2 separate regions of the Rattus norvegicus genome follow, and region 2 is linked to region 1. A link is a contact called in public Hi-C data. All regions are on one chromosome and are shown on one strand. The core of a region is the stretch at or near the end of the contact, and the rest is flanking DNA. Distances in the headings are between cores, read along the strand shown. Region 1 overlaps Npepps (aminopeptidase puromycin sensitive). Region 2 has its middle 4.9 kb from the start of Mrpl45.

Evidence for each region. Hi-C and Micro-C count contacts between places; a contact is called where the count stands out from the background.
Region 2: a contact with region 1 is called in a Hi-C map of the A7r5 cell line, with 2.4 times the contacts expected there. The contact joins two enhancer-like sites. A contact is called at or near these places in 3 of 12 Hi-C or Micro-C datasets (the A7r5 cell line, liver and mammary epithelial cells).

Annotation. Positions count from the first base shown.
Region 1 is chr10:82,748,552-82,754,279 of GRCr8, reverse strand. The region is part of intron 2 of Npepps (aminopeptidase puromycin sensitive); the gene reads left to right. Among named protein-coding and RNA genes, the nearest start is that of Npepps, 19 kb to the left of the region's middle. Within about 2 kb of position 4,144, at least 7 of the 93 cell types and tissues checked have an H3K27ac peak or open chromatin away from gene starts, as enhancers often do. A contact at or near this core is called in the A7r5 cell line, where this site is marked.
Region 2 is chr10:82,797,262-82,803,009 of GRCr8, reverse strand. No RefSeq gene overlaps it. Among named protein-coding and RNA genes, the nearest start is that of Mrpl45, 4.9 kb to the left of the region's middle. Within about 2 kb of position 4,274, at least 53 of the 93 cell types and tissues checked have an H3K27ac peak or open chromatin away from gene starts, as enhancers often do. A contact at or near this core is called in the A7r5 cell line, where this site is marked.

The DNA of each region.
Region 1 (5,728 bases), core at 2,895-5,394:
ACTATTCCAAGCTTTAGTGCAGAGTTCAGATTTACCAGCATCACTTTGGCTTATCTATATAAGCTTGACCCAAATTACGGTGTTCTTGAAATACAGTTGTGTATTTGAATATGTGTTTATGGAAGTGTGCATATATTTAATGTAATAAAAGGACATTGCCAAAATACATAATCAGAACAAGTTGTTTTTTTTTTTTTTTTTTTTTTTTTTTTTTTTTTTTTTTTTTTTTTAAGATTTATTCATTTATTATATATAAGTACACTGTAGCTGTCTTCAGATACACCAGAAGAGGGCATCGGATCTCTTTACAGATGGTTGTGAGCCACCATGTGGTTGCTGGGAATTGAACTCAGGACTTCTGGAAGAGCAGTCGGTGCTCTTAACCACTGAGCCATCTCTCCAGCCCCAGAACAAGTTGTTAAACCTGACAAAGTAATGGTTCTTTACATGATTGTAAGTCCTTGTCTAACTTCTGTTAATATATGTTCTGTCATATAATCATGTATATAGATAAATAACACTAGTCACCTTTGAAGTCGACTTAATGTCATTATTTTGAAAATTCATCTGGCCCTTATGGTGGGAAGACTGAGAAGGGGAAAAGGCACTCTGCCAGCCTCCCAGCCTCATGACCTGTCAGAGCTCCTGAACCCATATGGTGGAAGGTGACATAATGTGTTGTGATATCCACCCCCCAGAAAATAATGCTTAGAAAAAGCAAATATTAATGGCTGGTGTGTAGTTCAGTGGTAGAATACTTGTGTAACAGGTGCAAGGCCCTGAATTTCATCTATACTGATATATATATATAGAAATATTCAGTCAGCTTCTTTTGTTAGATTTTTAGACTTTTGTGTGGAGAAGCTGGGCACAGGATGGACTACCAGGGATAGACTCCTCATGCACTCCACCACTGTCTTAACTACTTCATTTTTAGAGAGTTTTTATTTTGTTTCATTTTGCTTTTTGAGAAAGGGATGCACTATAGCCAAGGCTGGCCTTGAACACTTAACATTTAACAACCTCCAGCTTCATCATTTATTTATTTATTTATTTATTTATTTATTTATTTATTTATTTATTTAGAGACTGGGCTTCTCTATAGTCCAGGCTGGCCTTAAACTCTGAGATCCACCTGCCTCTGCCTTCTGAGTGCTGGCATTAAAGGTGTGCACCATGCACCAGCACCACCTGTCTTTTTTTTTTTTTTCTTCATTTACTTTTTTGATTTATTATTTCTGAGTGTAGTGAGTTTGGAGAATAGCATGATGCTTATTTGTCCTGTTGTTCTCTTGAGGAATGGGTAATGTTATGTGTAACCTGACTCCTGCAGACTATATTGAAGAGCCAAATCCTGCTTTTTAAGTTAGATGGCTACCTTATTTCACTATTAGCATAGCTTTAGTTTTAGAGCTATGTTAGGTTAACAGCAGAACTGAGAAGAAAATACAGAGAGTCCTGAATAATCACTGTTCCTGCGCACTCAACAGCTTCCCCTAATGTCAGCATGCTGTACCGGAGTGGGATTGGTGGTTCCAGTTGATGAGTTTCCTCTGCAAGATTGTCATCTAACGTCTGTCTGTCTATGCTTCAGTCTTGGTGTTCTATGTGTGGGTTTTGACAGATGAATGATGACAAGCGTCCACCATTGTAGAACCACATGGAATGATTCCTACCCTAAAGCCATGTCTACTCTACCTGTCCATCCCCATCTATCTCCTGACAGCCTACTGTGCCTATAGGTTGTTTTATTTTTAATATTTTTAATTCTATGTATGTGTCTCTCTCTTCGTGCATATGATTATGAGTGCCCACAGTGGCCCAGGGGTGTGGGATCGGTAGATATCCTACGTTAAAGTAGTGTGGGCCACATGATGTGGTGTTGGGAATTGTTCTCTGGATAAGCAGTATGGTTGAGCTGTTATGGTGAGCCATCTCTCAAGCCCAGTGCCCACAGTTTGGCCTTTTCTAAAATGTCACAATTGGAATCATACAGTATACAGTTTTCCTCCCAAATGGCTCTTGTTACTGTAGAAGTATACACTGGAAATTTTCCATACCTTTTTGTAGTTTAATAACATGTTTCCTTTTAGCACTGAATAATATTCCAGCCTAAAGTGGTGGTACAGGCTCTTAATCCCAGTACTTGGAAGGCAGAGGTAGGTGAATTTCTGTGAGTTGTGCCAGTCTGGTCTACACAGCAAGGTCCAGCCAAGGCTGCATAGTGAGATCCTGTCTCAAACAAAAAATACCTGCTTTCTCCATACGCTACAATTTATTCACTTACTGGAATGTTTTGCTTGCTTCCAAATTTTGGCGGTTATGATTCAAACTGCTGTAAACATCCATGTCAGGTTTTTGTTTGAACTTAAAGTTCTTTTTTTTTTTTTTTAAAGATTTATTCATTTATTATATATAAGTACACTGTAGTTGTCTTCAGACACACCAGAAGAGGGCATCGGATCTCTTTACAGATGGTTGTGAGTCACCATGTGGTTGCTGGGAATTGAACTCAGGACCTCTGGAAGAGCAGTCAGTGCTCTTAACCACTGAGCCATCTCTCCAGCCCAATTTTCTTTTTTTCAAATGTTCTCACTGCATTGTTAAGGCTAGCCTTAAAATGAGGGTCCTCTTGCCTCAGACTCTCTAAGCCTCAGAATATTTCTTTTTTTTTTTTCGGAGCTGGGGACCGAACCCAGGGCCTTGCGCTTCCTAGGTAAGCTCTCTACCACTGAGCTAAATCCCCAGCCCAGAATATTTCATAGTAGTTATAACCAACACTGTGTTAAGCAGTTTATATAGAGTATAATGTACATTTAACTTCCTGGCGTTTTTGTGTATTTTGTTTGGTTTGTTTTTTTGAGATAGGGTCTCATTATGTAGCTCTGGCTGTCCTACAAGTTGCTCTGTACACCAGGCTGGACTCAGCTTACAGAGGTCAGCATGCCTCTGCCTCCCAAGTGTTGGGATTAAAGGTGTGCACCGCCATGTCCAGCTACATCATACATTTAATTTTTTCTTTTAATTTTTTTTAAAGATTTATTTATTATATATAAATACACTGTAGCTGTCTTCAGACACACCAGAAGAGGGCATCAGATCCCATTACAGATGGTTGTGAGCCACCATGTGGTTGCTGGGATTTGAACTCAGGACCTCTGGAAGAGCAGCCACTGCTCTTAACCACTGAGCCATCTCTCCAGCCCTCTTTTAATTTTTTTTTTTTTTTTTCTTTTTTTTTTTTTCGGAGCTGGGGACCGAACCCAGGGCCTTGCGCTTGCTAGGCAAGCGCTCTACCACTAAGCTAAATCCCCAACCCTTAATTTTTTTTTATGTATACAGCATTCTGCCTGCATGTACACCTGCATGCCAGAAGAGGGCACCAAATCTCATTACAGATGGTTGTGAGCCACCATGTGTTTGCTGGGAATTGAACTCAGGACTTAGGTAGAGCAGAGAATGCTCTTCACCTCTTCACCTCATCTCTCCAGCCCCATACATTTAATTTTTTTTTTTCCCCCTGTGCTAGGGACCGAACCCAGGGCCTTGCACTTGCTAGGCAAGCACTCTACCACTGAGCTAAATCCCCAACCCCTTACATTTAATTTTTAAACAGTTAAGAAGTACATAATGATATTTTTATCATTGAGGTACAGAAACCATGTGGAATAATAACTTTTGTTTGATCACATTTTCCTGTACCTATACACACAGGACCATGTGTGCTAGGTAGGCTTTGTGCCAAGCACTTAGCCTTATTCTTCCACGTTGAAGATTAGTTTTCCTGAGTGCTTGTGTAGCCTAGGTTAGCCTCTAACTCAGCTTCTCTTTAGCCTGTAGGGTGCTGGGTGTGTCGGCATGTATCATACCTAACTGACCTTTAAAACATTTTGCTAAAGTTTAAAGTAAGTTTGTAAGACAAACATTGTAGCTCATGTATACTCTTGACACTCAAGTTGCCAAGGCAGGAGGGTTGAGAATTTGAAGCCACTCTGGGCAACATAGAAGTAGTATGATCCTCTCTCAGAGAAATGAGAAAATAATATACAAACGTGTTTATACTTGCTATGTAGTTGTGTCTACTTAGATTTACTTTAAAGATTTATTTTTTGGTGACTGGAGAGATGGCTCATTCTTGAGAAATGGCTCTGTGGTTAAGAACACTTGTTCTGCAGAGGACAACTCATATGTTGGCTCACAACTGTCTATAACTCCAGTTCCAGAGGAGCCAATGCCCCCTCTTTTTTCTTTTTTACCTCTGTTGGCACAAGGCATACATCCAGGCAAAATAGTCATATACATAAATATCCATGTGTCTGTTTGTATGAAAGAATGAATGTACATATATAGGTATGTATTTATGTACATATATATGTATTTTTGTATATTACATGTACTAAAGAAATGACTCAGCTGTTAATAGCACTTTAAATCCCAGGCTCACAACTGGTGGTAACACTATGGAATCAAATGCCCTCTTCTAGATTCTTTAAGCCTCAAGCATAAAATAAGTTTTGTTTCACTTTGTTTTTAAAACAGACTTTCTCTGTGTAGCCCTGACTGTCCTAGAACTTGCTGTGTCTAGCCTGGATTTGCAGAAATCTCCCTCAGCCTTTTGAGTGCTGGGATTAAAGTTGTGAGCCATCATGCCCAGTTCAAACAAACAAACAAACAAGAGAAGGAGGGAAGAGAAGAAAAAGAAAAAGTATTCTGAGCCAGACTTGGTAACATATCTGTAGTCACAGTACTTGAGAGAAGAGCCACAGATAAGTCACCTTTAACTTTGACCAACCTAGGTAGGCTACATGAAATTTAGTTTCCAAAAACTTAAGAAACATTCTCAAACTGAAGACCTAGCTCACAGGCAGTACATCTATCTGATATGTAAAGTCTTATGTTTAACCTCAGTACCACAAAAAAGAAGGAAAAGAATCTTTTCTGGTCTGGAGCAGATCTCAGTGATAGGGCGATTACAAAGCACTCATGGGGGTCTGGGTTCTTCAGGATGACATGAACAGAAAGCATTTGTAAGTATGTGCATGTGTGTATGTGCACACACAAGCGTGTATATAAAAGTGAAAGGATAAGTGTCAGCATCTGGCTCTTGCCTGAGTGAATGTAGTACATATGTATGTATGTACACCATATGGGTGTCTGATCCTCACAGAGGCCAGTAAAGGGTGTTGTTATAGGATATGAATAACCAGCATGTGAGTGCTAAGGACTGACTGAACCTGAGTCCTGGTTGAACAGCAAGTGCTCCTAGCTACTGAAACGTTTCTTAGGACCCCACAAGACTTATATGTGTGCATTTAAAATGGGAATGCAGGGGCTGGAGAGATGACTCAGCAGTTAAGATCACTGACTACTCTTCCGCCCTGAGTTCAACTCACATAACTGTATGATGACTCACAACCATCTGTAATGGGATCTGATGCCCTCTTCTGGTGTGTGTGAAGAGAGTAATAGTGTAGTCACATACATAACATGAACAATTCAAACAAACAAACAAATAAACAAACAAACCCCAAACAAACACAAAATGGGAATATAAGGTGTCTGTCCTTAGCTTAGTGGGAAGCACATAAATATCATAAATGTGAATTTGAATTGTAATTTTTTTTAAAGACTTTTTATTTAATGTATATGGATACACTGTAGCTATCTTCAGACACACAAGAAAAGGCTATCAGACTTTATTTCAGATGGTTGTGAGCCACCATGTGGT
Region 2 (5,748 bases), core at 3,025-5,524, 49 kb before region 1:
AAAGAAAGTAGAGACTAAAGAGATGGCTCAAGGGTTAGGAGTCCTTGCTGCTGTTGCAGAGGACACAGGTTCACTTCCCCGCACCCACAGGATGACTCCTATCGCCCTGTAACTCTAATTCTAGAGGATCTGATGCCCTCTGCTGGACTCTGAGAGCACTACACACAGGTAGTATACATAAAGACATGCAGATAAGCACACACACACACACACACACACACACATCTCTTAAACAACAGTGAAAAGGAAATCCTATGAAGCAGACTTTTCTCTCCCATTTCTCTCAATACTCAAGGTGTTCCTGGAACCCATTTTTTTCCTAGTGAAACTTTCAAATTAAGCCTAAAGAATAGGAGTTCTTGTTAGCAGCAGGCTCCTAACTCCCAGCATCCCTCAGTCCTGACCTGTTACAAGGCATGGCTAGCATACCCTACCTTCTAGGCCTGGGGCTGGACTTCCTCTCACCCAGAGGGCTCTTTACTCTATAATCCAGACATTTTGGTTCTCTCTCTCTCTTTCTCTCTCTCTCTTTCTCTCTCTTTCTCACACACACACACAGTCACACACACACACACACACACACACACACACACACATCAAGCATCCTTTCTCTTCCCCCTCCCCTCTGTCTTCCTCTTCAATGGTGACTCATTCATATCATAACTCCAGTTACAGGGGATCTGATGCCCTCTTCTGACCTCTGCAGCCACTAGGCATGCACCCAGTATACAAGCATACATGCATGAAAAACATACATATTAAATTAAATATGTAGCTATTGAAAGTTGGGTGTATCTATGTGTGTCTATAATATCAACACTGAAAAGTGGATATCTGGAGGGTTTGATGGCCAGTTAGTCCAGCCAAAAAGACCAATTTTTGGATCAGGAAAAGAGTGTCTCAAAACAATACTTTCGAGAACAATGAAGAAAGATTCTGAAGTCTTGCTTTGACCTCTGCAGGAGCACACATGGGCATATGCCTGTTTGCACAATGATGTGTGTGTTATACACATCACAAGCACATACATCACATCATCTACACACACACATCACACACACCATACACACACATACATTTTGGATTTTGCTTTGGAGGTTTTCTTTCGGGACAAGGTTTCTCTATGTAGTCCAGGCTGGCCTCAAACTCAGAGATGGCCCGCCTGACTCTGCCTCCTGAGTGCTGGGATTAAAGGCGTGTCCTATCATCGCCCAACTCGGGTTTTATTTTTTAAATTGGAAATTCTAAAATGTCTCTGAGTGACCTACATCTAGAAGAACACAGCTGATTTAGACAGGAACATTTTCCCGGAGAGTTGGAAGAATCTGATTCTCGATAAGATGATCCTTGGATTACAAGTAATTACTACTTGAGAAATGTTGTGCCTCGCTGACATAGGGGAGAGCACGAAGAGAAGGGACTTGTCCAAGCAGGTGCCACAAAGGAAACAGGAATGGCGACCTCCTAGCCGATACTCTCAACTAATTTGAGCTAACAGCATTAGAAACGCTAACTCCCTGTGGTTCTCACAAGCGCTTAGGAATATGATCATTCTTGACGCAGCATCTTGGCCACACCCGATTCTCATCTATACAAAGGTGGTAATTCCATACCTAAATTACAAAATTATTAATTCATTAAAAATCAAATGAGTTCCACTCTGATTAGTTATGGCTCCAGCTTTCCAAGCCTGCTAATATTCCAGAGATGTATTTGTACAAGGAGCCTGGTAGGACTCTAAGAAGTGTAGCTGCCCCTCATGGTGGACACAGAAGAGAGACATCCTTGTCCTTGAGGCCACCCCGGTGCAGTGCCCCTAAACAAGAAATTTCCAGATATGAGCTGCTCCTCAGGGAAATCTAACATGCAGTTCTCCTCTCTGCACAGGGACTCAGGAAGATTCCATTGCCCAGAGTGATTCCTCATGTCAGAGCTTCTCAAAGCTGCCTTTCTTTCTGCTCTATCTTTCCACTCTCCTTCGCTGCTGGGGACCAAGTCTTTGCCTTTGTGCTTGTCCTAGATTCCTCATTCTGAAGGCATGTTCAGGGAGAGAGATTATTCATGCTGGCTCAGCCAGGAAAGAAACCCACAGTGCTGGAGAGGTCTAGAATTAATCCCTAGCCTCTCCTTGCTCCACTTTCTCCCAGCTGACTAAATCAAGCAATAATCCTAAAAGGGAATTTTAGGCTGTTAGTGACTCTCTACCTCCACCCCACTCTACCCTGCACACAGCGTATTTAGGGAGGAGAGGGCAAAGCCCTTAGACCAGAGTAATCTGTTTCTAACCCACTTCCATTCTCAGGGATTACTAGTAGGGGGAGGGAGAGGGAAAGAGGAGAGGAGGAGGAGACTCGAGATAGACCCTGGAGGGCTTTAGGCTCCTCGGGCTTCCTGGAGTCTGGGAGCTCCCTCCCTCCCCAGGGTCCGCAGGCTGGGAAAGCAGTGCCTTTGGGTTTGGCAGTAATAGGAGCAAGACTGGAAAAGTTCATGGTTTGTGGGCAGATGAAGGTAAAAACTGTTTCTGCTTGTGTTTACAAGTTCCATGTCTTTATATGCTCTCAAGTCATGGGTAAAGCCAGCCTATTAGCAAATAAGAAATAAGAAGGGGAAGAAAGGGGTTGGGGATTTAGCTCAGTGGTAGAGCGCTTGCCTAGGAAGCGCAAGGCCCTGGGTTCGGTCCCCAGCTCCGGGGAAAAAAAAAAAAAAAAAGAGAAGGGGGAGAAAAAGCTCTCTTTGGGGACAAAGGAAACACGGCCCCACTATTGCTGGCTTCTGCTTGTCCTGTGGCCTTAGACAAGTCACTTTGCATTTCTGATCCCTAACTTATCCTTGGTAGAAAAAAAAGGGAGGGGGGTCTTTCTCATGAGTCTTTTTTTTAAAGATTTGTTTGTTTGTTTGTTTATTTATTTATTTATTTATTTATTTATTTATTATGTAGTGTTCGCCTGTTCGCCAGAATGTGCTTGCTGGGAATTGAACTCAGGACCCCTGGAAGAGCAGTTAGTGCTCTTAACAACTGAGCCATCTCTCCAGCCCACCCCCCTTCTCATGAGTCTTTTTTTTTTTCATCTTTATTAACTTGAGTATTTCTTTTTTTTCTTTTTTTTTTTTTTTTTTTTTTTTGGTTCTTTTTTTCGGAGCTGGGGACCGAACCCAGGGCCTTGGAGTATTTCTTATTTACATTTCGATTGCTATTCCCCTTCCCGGTTTCCGGGCCAACATCCCCCCTAAACCCCCTCATAAGTCTTAAAAGCCCCGATTCCCAAGTGATGTGGCTGTCCGTCCTATTCATAATGAACGAAGGCAGGAGCCCAGGAGTGTGGACTAGCTGACTCTTGTGGGCCTCTCGTGACTCACGTCAATCAGGCGCTCGACTCTAACCTGCACCCGATCCGGCACTCACAGAACCCCCAACAACCAAACGCGCATTCTTCTGAGACGCTCTCCCACAGCTGGACGTTTGCTAACGCAGGAAACTTCCACTAGAGGTCGCCAGGGCTGCGCTGGGATCTCAGATCGCGAGACCCGTGCAAGTCGGGACTTGTAAATCTCTGCTTTGGGAAGTTCAGAGCTGCTCTATTCAGTGTTACTTGGTCTGACGGAATCCAACCGGGTGTTCTGGCGACTGATACGGACCTTGTTGTATGATTTCCAAATTCTGTGAGCAAATTACTTAAACCTGCGGTGGCCCATACCCTTTGGTGAAATGGGGATTGCAAAACTGACTTCCCACGGAGTGATAGCGTTATTTATCTTGTGACTGTATAGCGCGGATGACTGGCTTATTTATTTCCGTGCTAGAGGAAAGCTTTGAGACTTGCTGCCGACAGGGAATCTTGGTGTTATAAAAGATGGGCTCGCAGGAGCCTAGAGTCCCTCCACCCAGAAGTGTTGTGGCCCTTTGCCATTTTATTCTTCCGTCTTAACAGTTTTGCACGCTGATGCCGCTGGTTATTCTGTCTCGTCCTTCAGTCACATCTCATCACCACGGCAGTCTAAACATGCTGTCTTTTATCTCGGTTTTCATGGAGGTGAGTTAAATGTCCACTTCCCACTCACACCTCCGTGAAAACCCTCTTTGATCCTGCCTTGTGTTTCCTGAGCTGCGACATACCTGCCTAGCTCTGGCCTTCCCTTTCCCTCTCGTCCCTCCTCCATTCCCTTCCGAAGATTCCTGAAGGAGTGAAGGTTTGGGAAAGGGGGAGGGACAGAGTGTCCAGGGCTTGCGTGTCAGTAGACACGTTACAGCCGCAGGGCAGCCCGGGGTGAAACCACAAGGCAGAGGCCCCAGGGTAGACAGCTGACAGGCCCGCCCACTTTGGCTCCTGCCTTCGCTGTCTCACCCCAGAATTTTCCTGGCAGGAGTGGAAGAAGTTGGTATCGAGTCTTTGAGCCCTGACTCATTCTCTGTCCTAGCTGGGTGCTCCTCAGTTACATCTCCAAGTGTCTCTCAGGGGTTCAGTGTTAGCCACATGGCTGCCTCAGCTCAAACCGGAAACCCAAGAGGCGGAAACATGCTCATTTAATTCCCATCTGGGGACCCCAACAAATTTAAAGTTTGTACTAGTGGCTATAAAATGAATAAGCCCGGGCTGGAGAGATGACTCAGTGGTTAAGAGCACTTGACTGCTCTTTCAGATCCTGAGTTCAATTCCCAGCAACCCACAGATGGTTGGTGGCTCACAACCATCTGTAATGGGATCTGATGCTATTTTCTGGTGTGTCTGAAGACAGCGACAGTGTATTCACATACATTAAATAAGTAAGGTAAAAAAAAAAAAAAAAGAATAAGCCCTTCCTATATTGCTACCTTAAGGATTTGGTATTTTACAGATTGCTTTAAACGACCATGCTCAACTTTATTAAAAAAAAGAGGGGCTGGGGATTTAGCTCAGTGGTAGAGCGCTTACCTAGGAAGCGCAAGGCCCTGGGTTCGGTCCCCAGCTCCGGAAAAAAAAGAACCAAAAAAAAAAAAAAGAAAGAAAGAAAGAAAGAATAAAAAAAAAAATGTGCAGGACAGGGGGGAGGGGTAGATGGGCCAGGAAGTAACACAGTGACTCAGGGCCCTATCTAGGTATCTAGGCACATAACTCAGGTCTCCCAACCCAACTCTAAATTACATTCTTTTCCTTTACCGACTTACTCAGGGACCATACGGATATTCTGGCTTTCTGGACGTTATAAAAAGGTTCTTTCTTATGTTGCCAACTTAACTTCTGTAGATTCAATAGAAAAATCAATTGTCTCATGCTTCCTGACTTACTAGGTCCACTTTGCCATTTATCCTGTGTAAAATGTGAGCTAGACATGTACTTCCTCCCAGGCAGGTTTGTCAAAGTACTTCGGTGCAGGGAGACTAGTGTAGCAGTCTGCCATGCCGAGGTGACATGGGGGGGGTGTGTGGGAGGGTGGGGTGTGTGGGAGGGTGGGGGGTGTGGGAGGGTGGGGGGGTTTGGATTCTTGTGTCCCTCTACCACGGATGCTAAGAATCATTTCCCCCCTTTCTTTCTTAATTTTTTTTTGTTTTGTTTTCCTTTTCATTGTTGTTTTGGTTTTGGTATTGTCTTTTTCTTTTTTCTCCCCCCCCCCCCCCAGCTGGGGACCGAACCCAGGGCCTTGCGCTTCCTAGGCAAGCGCTCTACCACTGAGCTAAATCCCCAACCCGGTTTTGGTATTTTCAACATATGCTTTCTCTATGTAGTCCTGCCTGTCCTGAAACAACCCTGTAGACAAGGCTGGCCTCAAACT